Linked DNA regions of Gossypium arboreum: region 2 is linked to region 1. Evidence: chromatin contacts called from public Hi-C data. All regions are on one chromosome and are shown on one strand. Each heading gives the region's core, a stretch centred on a gene start, on an enhancer-like site or on the middle of the called end of the contact. The rest is flanking DNA. Distances are from core to core; before and after follow the strand shown. Region 1 holds the start of LOC108471232 (rhamnogalacturonate lyase B-like). Region 2 holds the start of LOC108472514 (probable mannitol dehydrogenase).

Region 1 (6,010 bases), core at 2,605-5,104:
ATATTTTAAAATTTAATATTTAAAGTTTAACATTTAGAATTTAAAGGTTATAGTTTAGGGTTTTAGTGTTTTGCATTTGGATTTGGATGAAATATTTTAGGATTTAGTATTTACGATTTAAAATTTAAAATAAATTTATTTATACAAATTAAAAATAAAAATAAATAAAAATTTCATTAGTATAGAGGATAATCAGCATAGACTTGTCCATGAAAATCCAACAAGAGCTAGTTTGAGGGGCCAGAGAGGAAGCCCAATAGTTTAAGCCGACAAAACATCTTATTTCTTAAAGGCCCAAGAAGTAGATTTATTTGGAGATTAATTTTACCTGGTTGTATGGTGATGTTGAGATCCAATTTGTAGTCTCCAATGAAACCATGGACCCACGCGTACAAATTATACTCCCCTGGCCGGACATTTTTAATATTGAAACGGCCAGTGTAGTCTGTTTCGGTCCAAAATTGATAGCCCTGGAAACAGAAAAGATGATAGCAAAAACCAGCCTCAGTTCGTTAACCTTGAATTATTTATGTCAGATACAACTTTGTTAAACAGTAATATTAACCTTTCCTTCCGTTTGCCATGATCCTACATTTCCAGGCACTGCCAACCCCACAAAGGCAGATTGCGCCTGCATTAATTCCTCATCCACGCATCTGAACCCAGACAATGTAAAAATTAAGATAAGCTTGAAGAGAAAGGACCAACGAATGTAGGTTAAACAAATACCTGTCTCGTACTAGTAATTGACCGCAAACTTCTCCTCGATCTCCAGCGTGAGGAAGATCTTCTGATCGGGTGAAATTGTATGGCCAGCTTTCGATTTCTTCACTCAACTAATGGTTCACACAAAGTGTTAAATGAGTGTTAAAATGTAATTACATTATTAGCCGTACTAGCTAGCAGTTAACCAACCTGTCTTTTAGCGTCATTCCAGAGTGTTTTGCGGCAATCATCATCCGAAGAAGCAGAATTAAGATAGATAAGAACTGGACCAAAAGCTTTTCTCCAAGCCTCTCCTTTCTTATATGTTACATCTATGTCGATCCCGGTATAATGTGTACTAACAAACATCTAGCTCATGTAAACAATCAACTATTTAGACAAACATTTCAAGCCAGATGAAAGGTTGTATATTATTGCATATATGTTTTGTGTTGGCCTGTAAAATAGACTTACAGAGAGAGCTATGGGACCAACATGAGAAGTGAGGTCCTGCTTGTGTGGACCACCAGTTCGGAATTCATTGCTAGGGGTGATTATCCAGAAACCCACCGCATCGTCATCGGATATCCACCCGTGAAGCCTGTTATCTTTGTTTTCACATGAATATTGGTACTTGTCATCAACCTGCATGCACCCCCACAATTGTCACGGGAATTGCTGTTAATTTAGTATACTCGGACAAAACAGAGATACAGACAAAGAGAAGCCACGTTTTTCCAAGGCCATTCCTAAAGAATCCTACTTTACCTCAAAAAGTAAAATGTAGAAGAAAATACCTCTCCTCTAAATTGTGGATTGGATGGATTGGTCATTAGAACAGCTTCCTTGAAGGCAAGAGTCTGACTGCGAGTATTATCTCGATCTTCTCCCCTAGGCATAACCCCTTGTCTGGTGTCCGATATCGCCATGAACCTAAACCTGATTCAAAAATGTCACATGAAATATTGGCATCAATTGGATCTTATATAGTGATCAAGGGTTGATCTTTGGTTTTTTTACTTGTCTTCCTTGAGCTTGAAAACAATTCTTAATTGATACATCTGTGCATCCGGAAAATCCTCCTGGCGCTCGAAAATACCATACATGTATACCCCTGGAACGCCTCGTCGGACTATGAACCTGGGAGAATGTTAAAAATGAAGCATAAGGGCCATCACAATTTGTTTTTTTTTAAGCCGTATAATCAAACTTGTGCAAAATATTGAGATTTGTTTATAACAATTCCATACCTTTTGTCAATGTTTAAGGGAACTGTCTTGCGATGATCTGTTCTGAAATCCCAATTTTTGGTAAAGGAAATCTCCACTAGCTCATCAGTATGTGCTATGACCTTCACATGTTTTGTTTCCATTCTGGGAAGTAACATGTAAACAACCAGTGTTAACTAAAGAAGTGACAGGTATTCAGGAAATCATTTATGTAGAAATGGTGGAAAACTCACTTGTCAAAGGTGCTGTTATCCCAGACAAAGTCCCAGTACCTGGAATATATAAATCTAAGCAATGGAGAAAATAGTTTTTCCAAATACTGCAAATTTGAAAAACATAAAACAGCACTTTTGCATTCGTTATAGTTAAAAAGGGGCATACCCTCTATTAGAGTTTGGGTTTCCACATTCAAGCACATTATCCATCCCCATATATTTTATTCCTGTCACATGACCAGATGGGTTCTCAATAGTGACTTCAATAAGTCCATTATCAATAACCACCTGAAAAACAAACAATCAAAAAAAAAAAAAAAAAGTCCATTAGATAGTTAATAATATTTTGATATGAAGAAATAAAAGAATTAATAGAACCATACATCAATGTTCTTTGCACCTAAAACAAAGTGAAAGCAAATTTTTATACTTTCTTACGTTGTGATGACTTATTTGCAACCGGACATGAGGGTTACAATCTCCAAGGTTCAGGATTTTTCTGCAAATCAAACATCCAAGAGTAGTATGTATTTAGTTTTTGTGACATGACTTATAGTTAGTACAGATGTTTAATTTGTCCATGAAAAGAAAAAAAAAACCCAAAAATTTATGCCCCAAGAAATTTCCAAAGTAGAATACCAACATTCTTCCAGTAATTTCATGAACAAACTTACTAGTATTCACTTTAGTTGAAAATTTTGATACCAAAGACAAAAAAATAACAAGAAAAACCATGCAGTCACATGTTGATGTAAAACAAATAAAAGCATTGCAGCAGAGAAAATGTGGAATTTCATTTTTTGGATGATTATTTATACTTTAGGATTGAATTAAAAAGTTTTCAATTTTTCGATCGAGAATATGTGAAATTTCTAGGATACCAATCACCAACTCTTGTGAGTAGTTGCGGTCACGGGTCATAATTCAACCAACCCCTACTCCCCTGTGTTTGAGTTTATGTGTGAAAAAAGGCCATGGTGTCCCAAACCGATTGGCCTAAACAACTCGTGATATGTAGAGAGAGAAAATGGAAAGAGGTGAACAAGGAAACAGTGAACTAGAAACAAAGAATATAAAGTCAAGGAATTAGATTGCTTAAGGAATAATGACAAAAAATGCAACAGGGTATTCGGACTCATCGACTGTCAGAAAGTAATGCAATCTCTCTCTCTTTTTCTCTTGCTCTCACTCTTTTGGGTCTCCACTCTCTAGTACCATAAGCAGAGAAGGGGAAACATGCAGATTAGAACAGGATAAAAAAAATATGGGAGAATGAGGAAGAGCAAAGCAAGAACCTGACTGGGATTTCAGCAGAACATGCAGAGTAAAAGAGTGACAGTTCAACTATCATTAGAAGCCATAGAAAAAGCTGTCCCAAATGGCTCCTGTGTGCCACCTTCTCCATCCAATATTCTTGATGGATTGAAGAGCTGTAAAATCGAAAAATACAAAACAAAACCATAAAACGCTTTAGAGTTTCAGATGATTTATGATACCCTTTATGCTTTGAGAACTTTCAATAGAACACCAGAAATGAGAAGAGGAAGTGGAAGGGGTTACCAGATTCACCATAGAAGGAAAAAAAATCCAATGAGCTTCACAATGTTAGACGTTTTGAAACCAAATTGGAGAAATTTGTTTGTTTGTTTTTCTTTTGGGTTGCAAAGTGTCTGGGGTATCTTTACAAAGATATAGACGGGGAATCTTAATGGCCTTTTAGTAACGTGCACCAACCATAATGGCCTTTATACAAGAAAGTCTTCTAATCACAAAACAACAACTCTTTTGACTCTTTTAGTATTCACAGCTATTTACCATTCTTAATTTTGTAGACTCCCTTTAACTATTGTTGTTTGACCATACATTAAAACTTATGCAAATGTTGTAAATGGAATTTATGATAATTTTTAGTCTACAGGTAGTATTATTGAAAGTAAAATGTTATTAGAAAAGCCCAAGTTTGAGCTATATTTTATAGGTGCATAAAGTTTTGCTTGTTTATTAATAGTTATAGTGCTTTTATTTGAACACATAATTTAGAAAGAAAGAAAATCATTGAAAAGGGGCGTAAAATGACAGAAGAAACCTATTCTACTTAGGCCTAATTTAAAAATGTTTTTCCAAAAAAATATTTTTAGTTTTTGAAAAATTAATTTATTTATAAATACCTTTGTTCAAAAATATTTTTCCCTAAATTATTTTTGAAATGTATTATCAAACTAAACCTTAGTTATAGACATAAGTTAAACAAAGTGCCACGGATATCAGATTTGTCAAAATCAGGAACAAATAACATGTCCCCGTGACCCAGATGCTTTTTAAAAACAAGGTCACCAAGATAACAACATATGTAAGTATTAAAATTACGTCAGGTGATGTATTTTATATTTGATTAATTAAATATTTATCCGTTTAATTTAATTTAAATTAAATTAGCTAAATACTTATCTATATATTTTTTATTTTAATTTTAATTTAAAATTAATTATCACATTTTTAAATTACATAATTTGTCTATTATTTTCGAATAAATTTAAAAATAATTATTATATGTTTATATTATCTTACATATTTAATTAGATAATTAGAAAATTTAAAATTTAGATGAATATTTAATTAGATAATTATCTAATTGATTTGATTTAAAATTTAATTTATATTATTTATATTTTTATCTATTTTGAATTTGAACTTTAACATAAATATTTTGAAAATGAATTATTGCATGTTTATGAATAAAAGGTTTTCGACATTCATATATTAGTTGGAAGAGATAAATTAATAAATAAATAAATAAATAATTGTTGGCAATTAAGTTTTTCTCCTTTTTCTTTTTCATTTTAGTTATCTATCTATCTATATCAATCTACATATATGTATAAATATATATATATATATATATATGGTAAAATATTGGGAACAATCAGTTTTTGTATCAGACAACATAAACTTGTAAGAACTTTTACCGTATCTATATATATTAGTAAAATATTTTCGATATATTTTTACATATTTTCATAAATTTACTTATAAATTTAAAGTTAAATTTACAAATTCAAAAATTCATTGATTCTTTTAAATTCAAAATATCGATGAATTGAATTTTTAACATGCGTTAAAACTTTTAATATAAACTACTTATTTTTACTTAAAGGTTCAATACATTTTAATTATTTTCACTATCATTATATGTTTTGAGTATTTATAAGATTTGATAATAAAAAATTACTTAGAGAAAATATTATTTTCTTTTTATTACTGTTACCTTTTTATTTAAGAATTTTACTTGAAATAAAATAATTTAAATTTATTTATAAGATCAATTTTAAAAATTAAATTTATAAAAAATACATACAACCAAACATATACATTATTAGGCAATAAAACTAATTTATATTAGTGGTGAGTATTTGGTACACTGACAATATATTTTTTTTCTACAAGTAATCTTAAAAATTGACATGATTCTTTTTTTAAATATCAATTTTTAATATTTTAATATATCTTTCTAATTTTTCTTATGGAGTCTAAAAACTTTATTAGCATTATACCAAAATATTTTTTCTTATATTATATATAAGAGCAAGAGTTTAAAGAAACTTTTTAATCGACGAGAATGCTTTTTTCTTCTATCAACTATCATATATATATATATATATATAAACATGAATTTTAAAAAAATTGAACTGACAAGAATACTCTTATTTTGCATCATATTATTAAATTAATTTTAAAAATAATTATATTTAGATTTAGATTATTAGTTAAAAAGTTATGCTAATTTTAAATAGCAGTATTACTTTAATAGAACTCTAAATCTAAAATATACTAAAAATTGTAATAATTATAATTAAATTTTAA
Region 2 (6,010 bases), core at 1,136-3,635, 350 kb before region 1:
TGGATTATGTAAATAAAGCGATGGAGAGACTTGAAAAGGCTGATGTCAGATACAGATTTGTAATTGACATTGGAAACACCTTGGCTGCCACCAAGCCTTCAAGTTGAAAATCACTAATCCGTTTTAAAATGCTCGGATGTCGCAGTAGTTTCGTGATTGAATATCGTTTGCTTAAACAGACTTTGGTATGCTATGCTTAAAACAATCCATGAATAATGAGTGCAGAATGCTTCATGTCTGGAGCTTTTATTTTAATATACAAATAAATGTTCAACTATCCAAATATAGACGATAAAAGTAATAGTCATAATTGAATCACACCAAAATCGGTTTATTAGAGTTTACGTTCATTTTAGTTAATCGCATTGGATAACATTATGATCCATTTATGAAGGCCACGTGAAGAACATATAAAAACCAAAAGTATTACAAGAAAGTAAGAATATTGGACTGGCGTTGCCATTTTGTTGTGTAATAACATATAGGAAGCAGAGCTTTAAGAGGTGGGCTTCAACATGTTACCAATATCAATGACAAATCGATATTTGACATCCGCTTTGAGAAGGCGTTCCATGGCAGTGTTCACATAATCGATAGGTATAATTTCAATGTCTGGTTTTATGCTTTGTTTTGCTGCGTAATCAATCATCTCTTGAGTCTCCCTTATCCCTCCAATCAAACTTCCTCCTATTATCTTCCTCCCTGCCAGTTTTTATGTAAAAATAACATCAGTATTATTTGAATATACATGCAGTGAAGTCGAGCCTCATTCATTCTTGGAGAGCATATATTCACCATAAACTCTTACCTTGGAGCAATGGAAAGGCTGGTAGCTCAAGTGGTTTCTCTGGAGCACCAACAAGAACAAGCTTCCCGTGAGTCTTCAACAACCCAAGCAAAGGCAGCAAGGGATGTTGAGCAGATACTGTATCGATGATGCCATCCAATGTACCATTAGCAGCCTAAACACAATAAACATATATATATATATATATAAATGTGTGTTGAATTTAGAAAATTTCATTGTTGACAAAATATTAAAAGAAAAAGGAAAAGGTTGTCGAAACTAAACCTGAAGCTGATCTTGGTCTCGGCTGACAAAAAATGAATCAGCACCGAGATTTTCCAAAGCTGCTTTCTTCTTGTTTATAGAAGTGCTAATGACTGTAACTTTGGCCCCCATAGCCTTGGCAAATTTAACAGCCAAATGGCCTAGTCCTCCCAATCCAACAACTCCAATATGCAAATCAGGCTTATCGAGTCCATAAAATCTCAATGGACTATACACTGTGATTCCGGCGCAAAGAAGGGGGGCGGCGGCATCAAGAGGCAGGTTGTGAGGAATGCGGATGATAAAGTGCTCATCCACCACCATAGTGTCAGAAAAACCCCCATATGTAACAGTTCCGTCATAGTACTTCCCTCCATAGGTAGCTATCAATTTGGGGCAATAATTCTCAAGATTGTTGGTGCAGCTATCGCATGAATGGCAGGAGCCAACCATGCAGCCTACTCCAACTTTGTCTCCAACTTTGAACTTTTGTACCTTACTTCCCACCTCTGTCACTTCCCCTACAATCTCATGCCTGCATCCAATATGTTTGTTTTAAATCTCTATATTTGTTTGCCATAAACAAAGAGATGAATTGATGGAGATAATATTATACCCAGGGACAAGAGGGTATAAGGTCTTGCCCCATTCGTTCTTGGCATTATGAAGATCGGTATGACATATCCCACAATAAAGCACCTTGAAAGAAACATCTTTCTCTCCTGCTGCCCTGCAAATCCACATGATATTTATCAATCAACAACGACACAAATAGACTTGGAAGAAGATCAAACATGATCAAATAAAAAAGAAAGAAAAGGAAAAACCTTCTTGAAAATTTGAATGGAGAGAGAACACCGGAAGTGTCTCTGGCCGCCCATCCAAAAGCCTTGTTTGGGTGTTCTTCTTCTGGCAATCTTGACATGGTCGGACGTGTAATTGTTTAGTCTCTTCTAGTCTTAAAGAACAAAACAAATGGTATTAAAAAATGATAAACTAATGTTTAGTAGTATGGGGAAGAGAAGGTCTTTATAGCGGGGTTTTGGGAGGCAATGCTTACATGTTGGCTGACCATATAACTGGAAAATGTTGGCAATGAATTGAAAAGTAAGTTCAAAATTTAAAACTTTCTCGGCTCACAAGTCACAAAAGCTACCAAGAAACATATAGGTTTTTTTTTTTCTTCCTTCCATTTTCAATTTGCTTTCAACTTAAAAAGAAAATTTACTCCAACTCGTTGCTTCTTATCTTTTGTTTTGCTTAGCAACAGTTTCAACCCTCGAATTGGCTATCATTCGCTTTTTTCTTCTCCCATCAATCCTATTTTTCTTTTTCTTCTCATTCTCTACATTTATCTTCTTTCTTTTCAGTTTATTGATCTATTTTGTAAATATTTTTGTTGTTTCACAAGTTGTGATAGATAGATGATGGTGTCTGTTATTAGCTAAAATTTCGCCGGCCACCAATAGTTTTTCTTGGAAAGTGGGTGACTCTTCATCAATTTCTTAATTTGTTTCTATTTTGAGAGTATTTTAGAATAATAAATGATTTCACATATCAATGTGGACCTATGTTGTCTTAAGTTTTATATGTTCTTTGTTTGTTTTTCATTGTTTAATAAGTTTTCAATTTTAGAAGTTTTTGTCAGCTTTATAGCACGTTTTTTAGTTTTGCTTATGCATGTAAGCTTAGTTTTACAAGTGATGTTAGGGATGATTTTCTTGTTGTCTTCTCTAGTTTAGTGATTGCTCAATTTTTTTGTTGATTTTTTCTCGCCCTTTTAGACCATCCGGGATTGATTTCCTTATCGTATTAAGTACTTGCAATCACTCCAAATATGTTGTGCTTGAGTTGTGACAAAATCAATTGTAACGTGTCATAATATTTTATTGATGTTAAGGCTAAAGCCAGCGAGTGTTTGTTATTTTTTTCTCTCAATTGTATGATTTCATCTATTAAATGAATTAATGAATTCACCTTTAAAGAAAATATATATATCTTTAAAAAAATTAAATATTAAAGAAAATTAAAAGTCATCAAGTTGCCATTAATTTTTTAATCACTTATGAAAACTGTTATTTTTATAAAAAATTTGAAACTTATTATTAAAACAACTTCTTTTAAATTTTACAAAAACAATAGTTGGGTTTGAGTTTTCGATAATGCATGATGAAAGTATTACCATCCGACGAGTTCCGGTGGGAGTATACAAGTACAAAAATTTAGATAATAAAAATAATATATTTGATATTATTTAACACAAATTCAAATTGTGACTCCATTTTATCTTCAATATGTATAAAAAATATATTTGATATTGATTCTAGATTATATGCAACAAACTCATGTTTTTGGTGAAAATATATGTCTATTTGAAATTGTTTTTAATATTATACATGTGTATGCATGCCAACCACAACAATAATCTAACAAAAGGCCGCCATACCGGAAGAAATCAATGGATAGAAGCTACAACAATGTTAAAGTATATTATAGTTAAAAATTTGAAATTTAGTTTTTATATTTTTATTTTTAGTAATTTAATTTTTTAATTTTTAAAATTTTAAATTTACGTTTAATTGTTAAAATTATTTTATTAAATTAAATTTAAGTTAATTACAATATTTTTTTATTTACATAATTACTAATTGAGTATTTTTTTATTACAAAATATCATACTAAAAATTTAACATAAAATAAATTAACATTATTGACCTTGAACTTGAATTTTGAAATCTAAAATTAGAATAAATATATTTTAAAAATAAAATATATTAATTAAATTTCAAATTTATGAATAATATAGAGATTTATAACAATTAGAATTAACTTTATTAGATATTAACTTTAAAAATTTATATGAATTAGCGAAATTAAATATAAAAATTGTAAATATATATTCTTGTAGTTATTAATAAACAAAACTTATCTTTCAATTATTACATTGCATTAGGTTTTTTAATCAAATAATTTCATCTTCGAGCTCAAGGTTCTCTCATTTACTATGATTTGATTAATCACTAATATTGTTTCATTGAAACTTCTATTGTGACTAGAATTTGCCGCAGAATAAACTACTTTTAAAATGGGATAGGTAACGACTAAAAATGCTGCAGCAACTACTACCACCATTGCGATCAACGGTGGACTGAAGTCAACTGGACGCTTTGAAGGCGGTGACAACGAAGATGATGATAACGACGATGGCGGTGATGATGATGACAAGGGAGAAGGGGAGGGGGTCAGAGATGGAGATGGAGATCGGGCCCAGGTGGTGAACCCCATGATCGGCGATGGAGGTGTTTTGTAGAGGGTGGTGGTGGTGGGTGTTTTGTTTTCACTTTCAGAGTTTGCGTGATGTTGCAAGTGAAGCGTTTGAAAAGTTTAATTTTGAGGGTTGACTGTTTTGTCTGGTCTCACCCAACGATTTGTCGTGGGGAGATGGCGGGTAGACCCAATATTGGTCAATTTAAGGCAATGAGGATGTTTTATTGTCTGTGGATGAACACATCTTGCAACTGGGTTGTCCATGTTTTATCTACTTGACACGTGATAATCTCTTCGAAAACAGGGTCATCAGGAACTTGCGTGGTTTGTGAGTTATTGGTTGGTTGGGCTTCTGTAGCGTAAGTTTAAGTTACAATGGCTGCATGAATCTGGAAAAATAGAAAAGAAGATTTGATGTGGTGACCGACAGGGTGAGGATCCTTTAAGCAAATGGAAGACAGGCGAAGAATGTGTGATCCTTTCCACACCACCCAGTGGTGATTTTAGACTTTTTTTTTTTTTTTAACTCTGTCAGGGGCGTTTGATCAAATTGAATTGAATTGAATGAAAAAATTTTAAGTTGATAAATTATATTTTATCATCTTGACTGTATTTGAAATTTTCTCAAATCGAGTCGAGTAAGATGGAATTTAAATCGAATCGAACATATTTGTTCAAATTAAATTTAAAAAAAATAATTTTGAATCTTTATAATCACTGTCACCCAATGTAATTAAATTTGTCTACCATAATCGAATTTGCCCAATGTAATAACTGTTACTTCAATTATCTTATGATTCTTGTCATTATATATTTTGAAATTAAAAATATATTAAATGTAAAAATGTGATTTTTAAATAAAATTTATCTTAAAGATAAAATGTGAAATTGATACCAACATAAAATTTTATAACATCATTAATAATTCAATTTTAACAAAAATTTATAAAGATTCAATATGATTAAACAATTCAATAATATAAATAATACAAAATGTGAAATTTAAATTTAATAATATAAATAGTAGATATAAATAAAATTATTACTATTTAAGTTTAGGGATTTTTGGGGATGATTTTAATTTTGATTTGGGAGTAAAAGTGAAAGTAAAAGTTTTGGGGTTGAAGGAATAAAATTTTGGGGGATATTAAAAAAAATTGGCGGGGGATGGGTTTGGGGTAGAAGGGAGGTGGGATGGGAGAGTAGTAAAAGTTTTGGGGGAAAATAAAAAGTTTTGGGAGTTTAGGGAGTAAAATTTTGAGGGGAAATATTCAAAAAAAAATTCAAGGGAAATGGGTTTGGGGTAGAAGGGGTTGGGATGGGAAGAGAATAAAAGTTTTAGGGGGAAAATGGGAGGGGGTAAAAATTTCGGGAGAAAATAAATCAGTTTGGGAGTTTGGGCGAAAAATTTAAAATATTATAGTTTGGTAGTTGGGCTAAAATCCATAAAATCAATTAAACGTTCAAACTATTGTTTACTGAAATTTGACCAATGAAAAAACATATTGTAAGGAAAAATAAAATCAGTAGCATACTTATAAAAAACATTTAAGGTATGCGTACATATTTTAATTTTCGATGTATCATTACTTTTCTTACCTTCTAGCACATGTGGAGAATTATCAATGTTCAACTTACCTCTTTCTAGAAGTAAAATCATCTATCGATGGTAGAATAATATAATTGAGAGTC

Evidence for each region. Hi-C and Micro-C count contacts between places; a contact is called where the count stands out from the background.
Region 2: a Hi-C map of leaf shows a contact between it and region 1, with 2.5 times the contacts expected there. The contact joins the promoter of LOC108472514 here to the promoter of LOC108471232 in region 1. A contact is called at or near these places in 2 of 5 Hi-C or Micro-C datasets (both in leaf).

What each region holds. Positions count from the first base shown.
Region 1 is chr11:46,763,948-46,769,957 of ASM2569848v2, reverse strand. It overlaps LOC108471232 (rhamnogalacturonate lyase B-like), which reads right to left and starts at 3,854. Exons shown (of 17, transcript XM_053020856.1): 1 at 3,710-3,854; 2 at 3,445-3,579; 3 at 2,588-2,648; 4 at 2,316-2,437; 5 at 2,168-2,206; 6 at 1,956-2,078; 7 at 1,726-1,845; 8 at 1,503-1,644; 9 at 1,180-1,350; 10 at 916-1,074; 11 at 730-836; 12 at 566-656; 13 at 329-470. The coding sequence starts at 3,554.
Region 2 is chr11:47,109,369-47,115,378 of ASM2569848v2, reverse strand. It overlaps LOC108472514 (probable mannitol dehydrogenase), which reads right to left and starts at 2,385. Exons shown (of 5, transcript XM_017774052.2): 1 at 1,879-2,385; 2 at 1,668-1,781; 3 at 1,073-1,586; 4 at 809-962; 5 at 351-702. The coding sequence starts at 1,976. The coding sequence ends at 497. It also overlaps the pseudogene LOC108472175.